Linked DNA regions of Mus musculus: region 1 is linked to region 2. A link is a contact called in public Micro-C data. All regions are on one chromosome and are shown on one strand. Each heading gives the region's core, a stretch centred on a gene start, on an enhancer-like site or on the middle of the called end of the contact. The rest is flanking DNA. Distances are from core to core; before and after follow the strand shown. Region 1 holds the start of Irx4 (Iroquois homeobox 4). Region 2 holds the start of Lpcat1 (lysophosphatidylcholine acyltransferase 1).

The links. Hi-C and Micro-C count contacts between places; a contact is called where the count stands out from the background.
Region 1: a Micro-C map of embryonic stem cells shows a contact between it and region 2, with 1.7 times the contacts expected there. The contact joins the promoter of Irx4 here to the promoter of Lpcat1 in region 2. A contact is called at or near these places in 1 of 39 promoter capture datasets (cranial neural crest) and 1 of 484 Hi-C or Micro-C datasets (embryonic stem cells).

What each region holds. Positions count from the first base shown.
Region 1 is chr13:73,258,575-73,264,822 of GRCm38.p6, forward strand. Irx4 (Iroquois homeobox 4) reads left to right here and starts at 1,923. Exons shown (of 6, transcript NM_018885.2): 1 at 1,923-2,302.
Region 2 is chr13:73,465,274-73,470,813 of GRCm38.p6, forward strand. It overlaps Lpcat1 (lysophosphatidylcholine acyltransferase 1), which reads left to right and starts at 1,958. Exons shown (of 14, transcript NM_145376.6): 1 at 1,958-2,244. The coding sequence starts at 2,110.

The DNA of each region.
Region 1 (6,248 bases), core at 673-3,172, 210 kb before region 2:
GAGATGGCACCTGCTCTTCCTCCCATGGAAGGCTCCAGAGCTCCAATTAAACTCCTATGCTGGGGTGGGGTCGGGGGATGGGTGCCACCCATGTGGGCTGGGTCATGAAGATAACACAGGCCATGATTTGTGCAAATGGTGTTTCTAGACTGTGGCTGGTACTTTGGGAAGCCTCGGTGAGCATGAAATGAGTCAAGTCAGCTAAGGTTGTAACACTCATGAACACATACATGCACCTTGCTTGTTTTAACTTTAAATGGAAGCTAAGGCTCACGGGAGAGGTACCCATGGGCCCGTCTCTGTCTATGCAGTGAAGTGCAAGGAGGTTCCTACAAACCCTAAAAAGAGCCCCAAAACAAGGGGGAAACCAGAAATGCCTGCTCCTTCCCTGGGAGCAGGCATGCCCCTATTCTCTACTTCCTTCTAGTTGGAATTAGACAAGTCTTCCCACCTTCCAAATGGATGCCTCCATCCTTCCTTAAATAAATAAAAACCCCTCCCCCATTTGCCTCCCAGGCTTGAAACAGAAGGGACAAGACCCAGAATCCAGGTCCCCTCTCCTAGCTTATTGGGGGCTATACCGGTGGCCTAGCAGGTTTCCAAAGCAGCCAGAGATTAAAGTAGTATCCGACCTACAGCAGCCCCTGGAACTCCAACTCAGCCTGGCTGGGCACTGCTGGATGGGTGAGGTCTGCAGCCACAGATCAGCTACAGGCTGCTGGGGAAGCAAGCAATTTGGAATTACCCCTCCAGCAGCTGCAAAGAGCTCCGAAGGGGTGGGGGGGGAGCAAAGGGGGAAAAATCAGAGATAACTTTCTCCGAGGTTATCTAACCCAACAAATCTCAAAGGTCATTGAACTGCTGTGGGTGAAGAGAAGTAAGTTGGGTCTTTGAAGTGAAAACTATGCAGGAGGAAGGGGTGTCCTGCAGAAGCCCTGGGGCTCTACAGGCCACAGCCCCTTCCTGCTCTAACTGGACAGGTGGTGCTCACACCGGGCCTCTCTCCTATACTGAGACCTTTGTAGGGCAGCAAGTCCACAAAAGGAGTCTTCAAGGGAGCGAAAGGCAAAGGCTCTGATACTGAACAGGAGGTGAGAGGGGTTCTGAGCCTGGACCTACCACTCCTGTCTTGGGCTCCAGCCTCAGGCTAAAGAAACCAGTGAACATCTGTCCTCTTTTGTGTTCCAGGTCAGAGGCCCAGCTGGATCCTGATAGTCCTGAGTAAGCTCCCGCCCAGAAAGGTCACAGATCTACTGGGATCCTCAGCAGTTTCTGTCAAATTGGACTACGGATTCCTCTTGCTCAAGTCTGTGAGGAAGACTTGCTGCCCAAACAGCCAAGAGCCAGGTTGGTTGGGACTATTGTGACCACAAGAAGGGAACCAGAACTGCTGCATTACAGTGGGTGGTGTGTGTGGAAAGTCGGGAAAAGTGACGGGGGGGGGGGTGCTTGAAAGCCCATTTTACTCCCAAGGATAGCATTGTGAGGGCAGAGTAGGTAGGGTCTGCGAAGAGGAATCTCTGTCCTAAGAGTTGAGGAGGCACATTTCCCAAGCAGACAGCATGGGTAAGGAAAGGAAACCATTTAGAGACCGGTCCGCGTGCCCAAGGCCTCTGGATCCACAGGGCAGGCCAAGCATTTGATCAAACCAGGGACCAATGTCCTCTGCTGTCCTGGTAGGGTTGGGCTGTCCTCTTAGGGCCCAGGCATTCTCGCCAAACCATTCTGAGGAGGCCAAGCCTGAACCCTCACCCTCAGGAACCCCTCATGCCAGCCCCTACACCCGCGCACCCGGTGCGCGGCCAGGGCGGAGGGGAAAGTTGGCAAGCGTTGGGCGCCCGCGGGGGGAAAGCGTTAATGGGCGGCCGGGTGGGAGCAACTCGCTCGCTCGCCCACGTCACGCCGGTGCGGGCTCGGCTGACGACCGCGGCGCCTGGGGACGCCGGCGCGCTCTGCTCTCCAGGTGCTCCGCCTGGAAATGTCTCCATTAGTTGTCGCTTGCTCCCCGCCGGAGCGCGCGCGCCCAGCGGCCGCGCAGAGCCCTAGCGGGCAGCCAGGAGTGGCCCGGCGCCACTGCAGGTAGGCAAGGTCCCCACGCCCGCCCCCTCCCGGGGTTCCGAGACCCCTCCCCCCCTTTCGAGGAGGCGGAGGAGGCAGAGGCTCCGCGCGGCCGCCGAGGGGCGCGGGCGGCGGAGGCGGCGGCGGCAGCGGCGGCGGTGACTCCCCGGTGCGTCCCGGGCTGCGCGCTGCTCCCGGAGGCCCTGGCGCCTAAGCGGCGCGGGCCGGCTCTTTCCTGGCGCAGGTAAGAAATTGTTTCTGCTGCTCAAACTTTGCGAGGATCGCTCTTGCGCCGGAGGGGACAAAGTTTGCTTCTAGCGGATAGAGGCTTTGGAGGTCGCTGCATTTGATGCAAGTTTTTGGTAAGCGGATGGGAAGGACCCGGCATCCGGGTACGGGATGCTCGGGTCCCCGCGGACCGTGTTGGCTTGCGAGGGATAGAACAGCTTGTGCTGTTGGACCCCCTGAGTGCGCTCCTTCCTTCCTTTGGCGGCGCCGAACGAACGAACGTTCCGTGGGGGTGCAGTAGGAGAGCTGAGGAAGAGAGGGCCAGAAAGGAGGGCATTGGGGGAAGCAAACGGGAATTTCAACGCGTGTCCCAGCAGCTCACCCCACTGGCTGAGGAAAGGGAGCAGTGGTTGACTGCTAAAGAATGATCTGAGGCAAGGGGAGGGTGCCCGCACCACGCAGCATCTCTGGCACCTAGGGCGTCTTTCTGAGCCTACACCAGTTGAGTGTCCAAAGTGGACCCAGGCATCCCAAGCTCCGGCCTAGCCTCAGACAAAAAGGCTCTTTCTTGGTGCCTGGCTTCTGTTTTGGCCTTGTGTTGTACTCAACTTCTCTCTGGGATAGAATAAGCTCCCACGGAGCTCTTGGTGTAGCTAAAAAGTGCTCCGAGGATCACTCTGGAGAGCCGGGACTTAGGTGGTGGCAGGAATATCAAGGCCAGATCCGCCTTCCTACAAGCTCTCACCAGTTCTGTGGCCATTATCAACCCTAGACTCCCAATTCTTGGGGCTAACTGCTCCCTGCTCCACCCCTTTGGTATCTGATCAGGCCTTCGGTCTCTGATCTCTTGAAGCCCTCTCCAAAGGTGATCAGTTGCCCACACTGCAGGAAGCCAAGTGGTCTGGCTACTGCTAAATGGTGGTTTATATTTAGGGGCCCTAAGAGTTTCTAGTCACAGCATGAAGCATCTATGCAAGATTGTTTTAGCTGAAGGTCCCTGAGATTCTGGGACTCCTGTCTGTTCTTAGAGAGCCCTGTGCCTCTACTCAAGGCTTGGTCTTTGAAGAAGGCACCCTTATATCTGCAGCAAGGATGGCCTGAAGAATATCTCATTTGGTAAGAGAGCTTCAGCCAGGTAGCAGTTTGTCAGCAAGATGTCGAGGTGGGTGCTGGCCAGTAGCAGGACTGGCCAGTAGGGACTGAGTGAAGACAGAATAGTTCAGTGGAGTCCTGACTAGCCCCTGCATGGGGTAGATGAGGTGTGGAATGTGAGTCTGCATCTTCGGGGACACAGTGGAGTCCAGTGCTCCTGGCTCCTAGGCCCAGGCCCAGGGACAGGGTAACTAGGGATAACAACAACATCTGGAGCCTGGAAGCTCTGACTGGAAGGCAGACCAGAATGCTGCTGCATTGAGGACCCAAGGAACACCCTGAGACTCCTTCCCCAGAGAGGGACTCCAGCTACCATACAGGAGTCCACTAAGGAGAAAAGTGGAAATCCTCAGGATTAACATTCCAAACCCAACCCCAGGAGTCCAGGGGAAGAAAACTGAGAATGTTCATTCTGGGTGCACTGCTTGCTGCCAGCTGAGTGCCACACACAGGCCTGGTCTTCCTTCTCCTTCCCAACCAGTCTGTGCTTACCACAGAGTCCCCAAAGCCTGGGCCTCAGGAACGAAGGGACAAAAAGGCCCCTCACTGAGGTACACCAGTCTACTGCTGGGTTCCTGCTTCCTACGTTCCTCTACCTCCATTTACAGAGCCCCTCCTCTGCCTGCGCTTCATCGTCAAAAGAAAGCAAGTTGTTTGTAAACAATAAATAATGAAAGTAGTCGTCGTCGGATGTTCAGCCAAAGCCTCAGTAAAGCCTGAAAACTGAAAGAAGCTAGAAGCGGGTTGGGGGAGGGGAAGAAGCAGGAAGAGGGAGAGGCTGAGATTCATTTCTACTCGAGAAGCCCCGGTGGCTAGTTTCTTATTATTTACAGGGAGGAGGTATTAGCAATTCAGGTGAGAAAGAAATAAACACAGCTTGCCATGAAATCAATACAGAATTCAAAAACAATTATTAATGTCATTCGACTCGTGTTCTTTATATATATCTCTCCCGGCTACCAACGCTAAACTGCCTGAATAATTTGCATGGGGCAGCTATTCATTATTTGCGATGGTTTCCTTCTTTGCAAGCAGTTCGGACGTGGCCGGCTGCGGTCCAGCGCGATCGGAGAACTCGTATTTTCATCTGTAAATTAAAGCAATTACGCAGCAGATATTATATGATGTGTACTGCGGTCTCCAGATAGTCATCCATCACTTTCAACCAAGCTGTCAGGGCCGGCAGATTTCGTTTCTGGGAGGCAGCCTTGCAGCTGGGGAGAGGGCGCGAACGTCATCATTAATTAGAGGGTGGCCCTGGGGCGATTCGCAGGTCTGAACCCAGGAATCTTTAGGAGCAAGTCTGCACAGCTCCGCGATGAGCGGCTCTGCTGCTGGCGGAGCGCGAAAGGCTGGCCTGGCAGGCCAAAAGAAGTAGGGGCGAGCCAGGCTCTGGGAAGATCGCGGCATGAAAGCCCTGAGAATTCGGGGTGCCCTGGTACACCAAACTCCGCGCACAGACCGCTCATCTCCGCTTTGACCTCGGGGCAATATCTCAGGGCCCAGATTAGCGCAAGAAGTCTTGAGAGGCTACTGGGCCTCTCTCGCAGAGCACCTTACACTCCGGGCTAGAAGCTATGTGAAGCAGACCAAAGGGTGCCAGGACTAGGCGCCCAACGCCCCTTTCCCTGCACCTAACCCTGCTGCTCCCTAGGATCAAGGAGCCTACGGGAAGAGCCCCGGGCCTAGTTTGGAAATGTGCTCTTCCCAGCGAGCAGCGGCGTCTGGCAGTCTCTGTCTTAGCCTTGGGATGCGGAAGGCCACAGAGGGCGACCAGAAGAGGGAGGGGAGAGGAAATGAAGTGAAGCCAGACGGAGCAGTGGCATGACCTGGAGTGAAGGGGGAGGGGCAGTTTCCAGGGACAGTGAGCTGCCCAGAATGGCACACTCAACCGGTAATAGACCCGGGAAGCCCCGCAGTACCTGGCTTCACCGATCCTGAAAGTGCAGGACTCCAGGGAGGGCGTGGGAGACATGCACACACATCTGAAATTACGTCGCCATCTGAATGCGGGCTCTCCTGTGGTGGCAGTTGGTTCTAAAACTCTGCTTGGTGCAGAGTAGAAACTGCTGAGAGGCATTGCTGAGATTCTTCTAAATCTAGGTGGTGAAGAAGTGTGCAGAGGCACGCTGTCCCATTCTCAGCGCGAGGGGCCCGCCGGGTTTGCAGGGCCCATGTCCTTCCTCCCTGGGCGCAATGCAGCGAGGGCAGCGGGCGGCTGCAGCCAGCGCCCGGCTAATTTAACTGTTGATTACATCTTCACTGAAGACTCACTCGTGTGTCCCTTCATAGGTCTCATTTGTAATTGAGACTAATGATTACAGTGGGGTGTGAAGGAGCAGCTGCTCGTTAATTAATTTCTAATTAAAAGTGCCTTCCGTCCTCCGTGACTAAGGAGAAACACCGTTCGTCGGGGCGATATTGACTCCTTGGATGGAGTTCATTTGTTAAAGCTCGATGGCCCTCAGCCCTGCTATCGCAGACATGGATCGTCTGTGCCCCGCCCGGCCAGCATCCCTGTGACCTGTCTGAGGCCAGGCCAAGCCACAGAGTGGGCTGACGTCAACGCTTCTGTCGCTTAAAGCCGCGCACATCTGACTTGACAGACTCAGTTTTTTGTTTTGTTTTGTTTTTGTTGTTGCTGTTGCTGTTCTGTTTTGCAAAATATGTATTTCTATCATCGCAGCGAGGCCAGTCGGTCCCAGAGCCCTGTGAAGTGTTCAGACTTGGAAACTAAGAGAATCGCTAAGAGAAAGGTCACTCACTTACTTACCTGGTTAGGAAAGTTTGAGCAGCATATGGGTGAACTA
Region 2 (5,540 bases), core at 708-3,207:
TCTAAACAAATCATTTCCTTCCTCCAAACATGCCTCATCGGCCCAAGGATACACTGTGGGTTTCCACCAGGTCACATTTCCGATGGGGCTTCCTCAAAGGTAGAACAGGGCAGGTGGTGCAGACAAGTCCTCTCCTGGGAGTGGGACACTGACTCTGCCTGGCCTATTCATTTTGCTTAGATTGCAGGGCTGGGACATGGTTCCTCCCTAATCCATTCAGGGACTCATACTGTACTGTGAACCTCCTGGGGCTCTGAACAATTGATTACAATCTGGATGAAAAAACAGCTGCATCCTCTCACACCTCAGAAAGATAAACGACCAAGATCAAGGTAGAGGCAGCTCTCCCTGATGTCTCTAAGGAAGGGTCCTCCCAGCTCTCTCTCCAGCTTCAGGTGGCTGAACATCCTCAATTAGGAAAACTTGGTCTTACATGGCATCCCCCCACCCCCCATTCTGCCTTGTCTCCTCATTCAAATCTCCCATTCACAAAGACATCACTAATACTGGATGGGTCCTGACAAATCTATTAGAGTCATCATGATCACCTGCAAAAGATTTTCTTTCCACAAAATATGTGGACTTGGGTCAACACCGCTACACAGGATGTTCACAGCTTTCTATGACCCAGCTTTGAGGCTACAGAAATCCTGGCCCAGGATACCCGCAGGCTTCTTTGCTTGTAGACTTCAGGTGGCACCTGGCCCGCCTGTCTTCCTTCCTCTAAAGGTCTGTTTGTAAGCCTGATAGGCCTTTGTGCCCTGGGGTTTTCTTGACAGGGAGCTGAAGATCCTTGGATGCTACACTCTTGTGTCTGAGACTTGAACAAATGGGAATTAAAATCTAGAATCAGTGGAATCTAGGTCACAGGACAACATATCAGAACATTAAGGCCGGGTGTGATGGCGCACGCCTTTAATCCCAGCACTCGGAGGCAGAGGCAGGTGGATTTCTGAGTTCGAGGCCAGCCTGGTCTACAAAGTGAGCTCCAGGACAGCCAGGGCTAAACAGAGAAACCCTGTCTTGAAAAAAAAAAAAAAAAAAAAAAAAGAACATTAAGTTTGCTCATAGTCCTTAAGGATCTCCACAGCCTTCTTAGCCCAGAGGAAAGGCTATGTGTACTGTCGCTGCTTCATGGCTCATTTTGCAGAGGGGACAAGGGAATCTCAAGATAACGTCACGTGTCCAATACAAGATGAAGCTTTGAAGTGACAAGATCTGTGCGAGCATTTTTCTTCTAGCCAACTCCTCAAAACAGAGCCTGGTCACATTTCTGTCAGGAGTTATCAGAGGCTCTGGTCACTCTATTGTGAGAGGATGTGGTGGAGACTCTGAGAGCTCTGGTGTCCACAGGAAGTTTGGACTTTGGGGAGGTTAGACAGGAAGCCAAGGGTATCTGGAATTAGGCAGAATTTAGCTCCTTTTTCCTGTCTGGTGACTGAGGCTAGACCCTCTGTCTCCCAGTACCTGCTTGTTGAGTGTTCTATGAGCTATACAAATAAAAGCACCTGGTGTTGCTACAAAAGGCATTTCTTTAGTTTTTCAAATGTATACATTTTGATCAGAAAGCTACTTTGTATCCTATTTTAAAACAGGATACAAAGTACAAAAGGCATCCAGTGAGTCAAATGAATACATTTTAGCAGAAAGGCTATTTAGAGTCCTAGTTAATGGTGTGATACAAATTAGGGTCTCCTAGCCTATCTTCTCCCTCGATGGCGACTGATGGATTACAATGGTTAGGGGAAGGAAGCTGCCTGTGAGGACAGCGTTGCGCTGAGAAGTGGGCCTGCCCAGTTCAGTCCTGCGACCCAAAATTTAAGGTCTCCCTACACATGCAAATTCGCAGGATTCCCCTAAGTCCAGGAGCCTTAAGACGCGCAGGCGCATTCATAGCCCAGAGCGGTCTGGGCGGGGCACCCCGTTGGCCCCACCCACGTCACGCCGCCCCTCCCGCGCCTGCGCCTCCGGGCGGCCGCGCATCCTAGGCCCTCTCCCGCGCGCTCTGCTAGCTCTGCTGCTCTCGGCTCTTCTGTGCTTGGCTCGGTTCAGCTGAGCTCGGTCGGCTGAGCTCCATCTGCTCTACTCCTTGCTCAGGCGCGGGCAGCCATGAGGCTGCGGGGCCGCGGGCCGCGGGCCGCCCCCTCCTCCAGCTCTGGGGCAGGCGACGCGCGGCGCCTAGCGCCCCCGGGGCGGAACCCCTTCGTGCACGAGCTGCGACTGAGCGCCCTGCAGAAGGCCCAGGTGGGTTCTCCGCAGCGCTGCTGTACTCTATCCAGGATGCGCTCGGGATGCGGTGGGGAGGGGCTGGGCGCCGCCCGGTCCTCCGTGAGCCGCACCCCTCCCCTGCAGCACTCTTCCAACCCGCGCCAGGGTCCCGCTTCCCGCCGCCTGCGTGCACGCCGACTTACACCCTTTTGGTTTCGGTACTGGACCCTGCACTCCATCCCTTGGGCCCTGCACCCTCATCCCAGGCCTGGCCCGGGTTCCCGCCAGCAGGAGGCCTGGAGGTGGGCGGGGGTGGGGGGGTGTCCTCGCATCAGGCAGCCCCTTTCCAGCGTCTCCGCACAGCTAGGAGGCCTACTGTGTGTCTCCGTGGCCTAGTGTCGGAACCTGAATTGTCATCTGGAGCACCGGACGCGCGGGGCCCCTGGCATAACCCAATAGGATGATTTCCACATCCATGTTTGCAGATTGTTTCCTGTGTCTAGTACACTGTGTCGGTTGTTAGCGATGCTCCCTTGGGCTGCCTGTGCCCGGTATCAACTTTATACAACATAGTTCCCACGTGAGAGGGAACCTGTGCGCTGCGGCTGGCTAGTAGTGAGCGGGGACCTGGATCTAGGCACAGTTGCTATCTGTTCTTGTGGTTCTCACCGTGAGACCCGGCACGTGGGACCTTTTTTTACTCAGGGGCCAGGTCTGTGGTGCTGTGGTCACTTCTGGGACCCTTCTTTGAGTAATGAGCAGAGTTCACAGTTTCAGACTTCCGTGGTTTACAGGCAGAGTAGTATTTCCAACTGTAAGGGACCAGCTCTAGGAGGAGATGGTGTTTTTAAATGTGTAACCTATCAGACATAATATTAAGGTAAAGTCTGTTGAAATTATTACTTTCCCAAGCACCGGTTTCTGCTCAAAGCATCCAGTGGGGTTAGTTATCACCCGTAGGAATGGATGGTCAGCAGAATTGAACACGGAGAGTGTAAAGTAAAGGCCTCATATTGGCCCCCAGGTCTTGTCCTCTTTCCTGGTTGTGTCTGGAGCCTGTGAGGCTTTTCCTGAAGTCTTTGCTGCTGTCAGGTTGCTCCTCACGGCCTGGGGCTGTGCCCAGCAGGAGGGCTTAGGGTGCAGTCATATTTGAACTTTATTACTCTCAGTTTCAGTCCACAACCTCCTACCCTACAACTCTATCCCTTGTCACTTGTGGGTCTTCCTTCCTCCCGGATCTGCTGCCTGTGTGGATTTGGGACCCCTCCCAAGTCAAGTCCCTCCTGGTTCATCCTACTACATCCCACCCTAATCACCATCAACAACCCATTCCTAGTTATTCTTTCCAGTTCTGACCTTGCTAGTCTGCCTCTACCCCATCTTGGTAGGTTCCTACCCTCATCTTAATCTCCTGGTTTACCTCACACTGTTTCCACACCCCCTACTTTATGTTCCTGTCCCTTCCTGCTCTGTATGCTCTGCCTCAACTTAGTCTGGATGAAGCATCTTTCTCCCAGAAACCAAGCTCCACATTCTTTATGCATCCATGCTTGTCACGATCTTAGCACAGTTAGTCTGATTCTAGGGCTGGGTCTTTGTTGCTCAAAAGCATGTGTCCAAAGGCCGTGTCCAGAACATTAGTGTGTGTAACTGCTTGGGAGTCTACAGCCTGTGGCTAAAGAACATATTTATAAATGCCCTCAGAATTCTCTGTTGTACGTTCCCCAAAACATGCTTTGCAGAGCCTTTGCTTTTATGGAAGGCTCTGTTAAAAAGTTTCTAGAGAATGGGTACATGACCTGTCCTTAAAGGGGGAAAAAAAAAATCCAGCTTCCCCTTAAGGCTGAAGCACAAAAACTTCCAACTCCAAGCGGCTCTAAACTGCCCTGGGAGGAGTTACTGGATAGCTTTGGATTAAGGACACACAGGCCACCTCGGCCTCTAGCAGCCCATCTGTCACTTAACTACAGATTTAGCAAGCAGCTTAAGCATTTAGTGGACAGAAAATAACAGGCTAAGGTCTGTACGCTGGGGTTGAAGTGCTCGCTGCTTCCTGTTACAGCAAGGATACAGATGAAGGAAAAGCCTCGGAAGGCCTTGGGCTGTCATGTCAGCTAAAATTCTTTACAGTTTGTTATGTTTGAAGTCATAAAGTGCTTTTCTGTCACAGGGTTTTTGGGGTACTTCCCATGGGCTCTGTGGTACAAGAGTTTCCTGTCCCAGCTCTGATGTGTTTCCCCAGTTTTAAAATTTACTGAGATCTGAGTTTACTTCCTGGACAGCAGAGCCACCGTCTGCTGGCGCCCCGTCCTAGGTCAGTGGCATGTTCAGAGGAGGCTGTGAACCCCCAGCACCCAGGCACATCCCAGGTGATGGTGAGTGAGGTCAGGTGACTTCAACTAACTTCAGAGCCCTGAGTGGAATTTGCATAAATACTGGGAGTCTCATATAGCCCGCTTTCCTTCTAGTGTCAGAAGACAATGCACGGCATAGTGCGCTACAGCAATGCACAGCTGGGCTGTGGCTGTGGCCTGGCTCCAGGAGGAATGGTGATGCCATCCTGACAGCACACATCTTGCCGCTCCTGTAGACAGCTGGTGTTTTATGTTTAGTCTCCAGGCAAAAAGGCACAAGGATGGCAATGTCCTGTGGATTCCTTCTGCCTTCTGGGTACCTGGCCACTGCAGGAGACTTAGAGAGGGGTGGTCTGTATTTAAAAGCGCCTGTTGCACCTCATCAAGCTGCCTGGAGGTACAGGTGTTCTACAGACTTACGGACAACAGACACACTGGGGAAACACTGGACAGGGAGGATTTGGAGGAGGAGGAGGAGGAGAGACACTGGAGTAGCTGGCTTGGGTTGCACAGTACCTAGCCCTCCTGAGTCTCAGATGAGGGTATCAAGGACTAGGTTCTGAACTGACTGTCTCTCACAGAAGTGTGGTGTACCTTAGTGTAGATGTCTGCCTGCCTTTACAGGGAATCCTTATCTGTAGAGCCTGTAGTGGTCCCTCTGTGGGCTTCCCTTTCATGTTCCTTAGTGTTAGCAGCAGTAGCTGACTTTTATTCTGCTGTGGACTGTGCTCTTTACGTTTTCTGCACTGGGCTCCACACAAGGCCTAGGTAGAATAGCACTTCAAACAGCACAGATAAGAGATGACAATGGAGAGCCTCCCCCTCATGGCCTTGGTCACAGCCCCCAGAGTCCAGCAGAGCACACATCTTGGCCTCCAGATTGCTATGATGTCAAGACCTCTCCTTTCCGTGGTTCCCTGCTGGATGCAGCTGGCGTCATGGGGGATAGTGTTCCAGAGGGAACCACTGGCTGGTGTC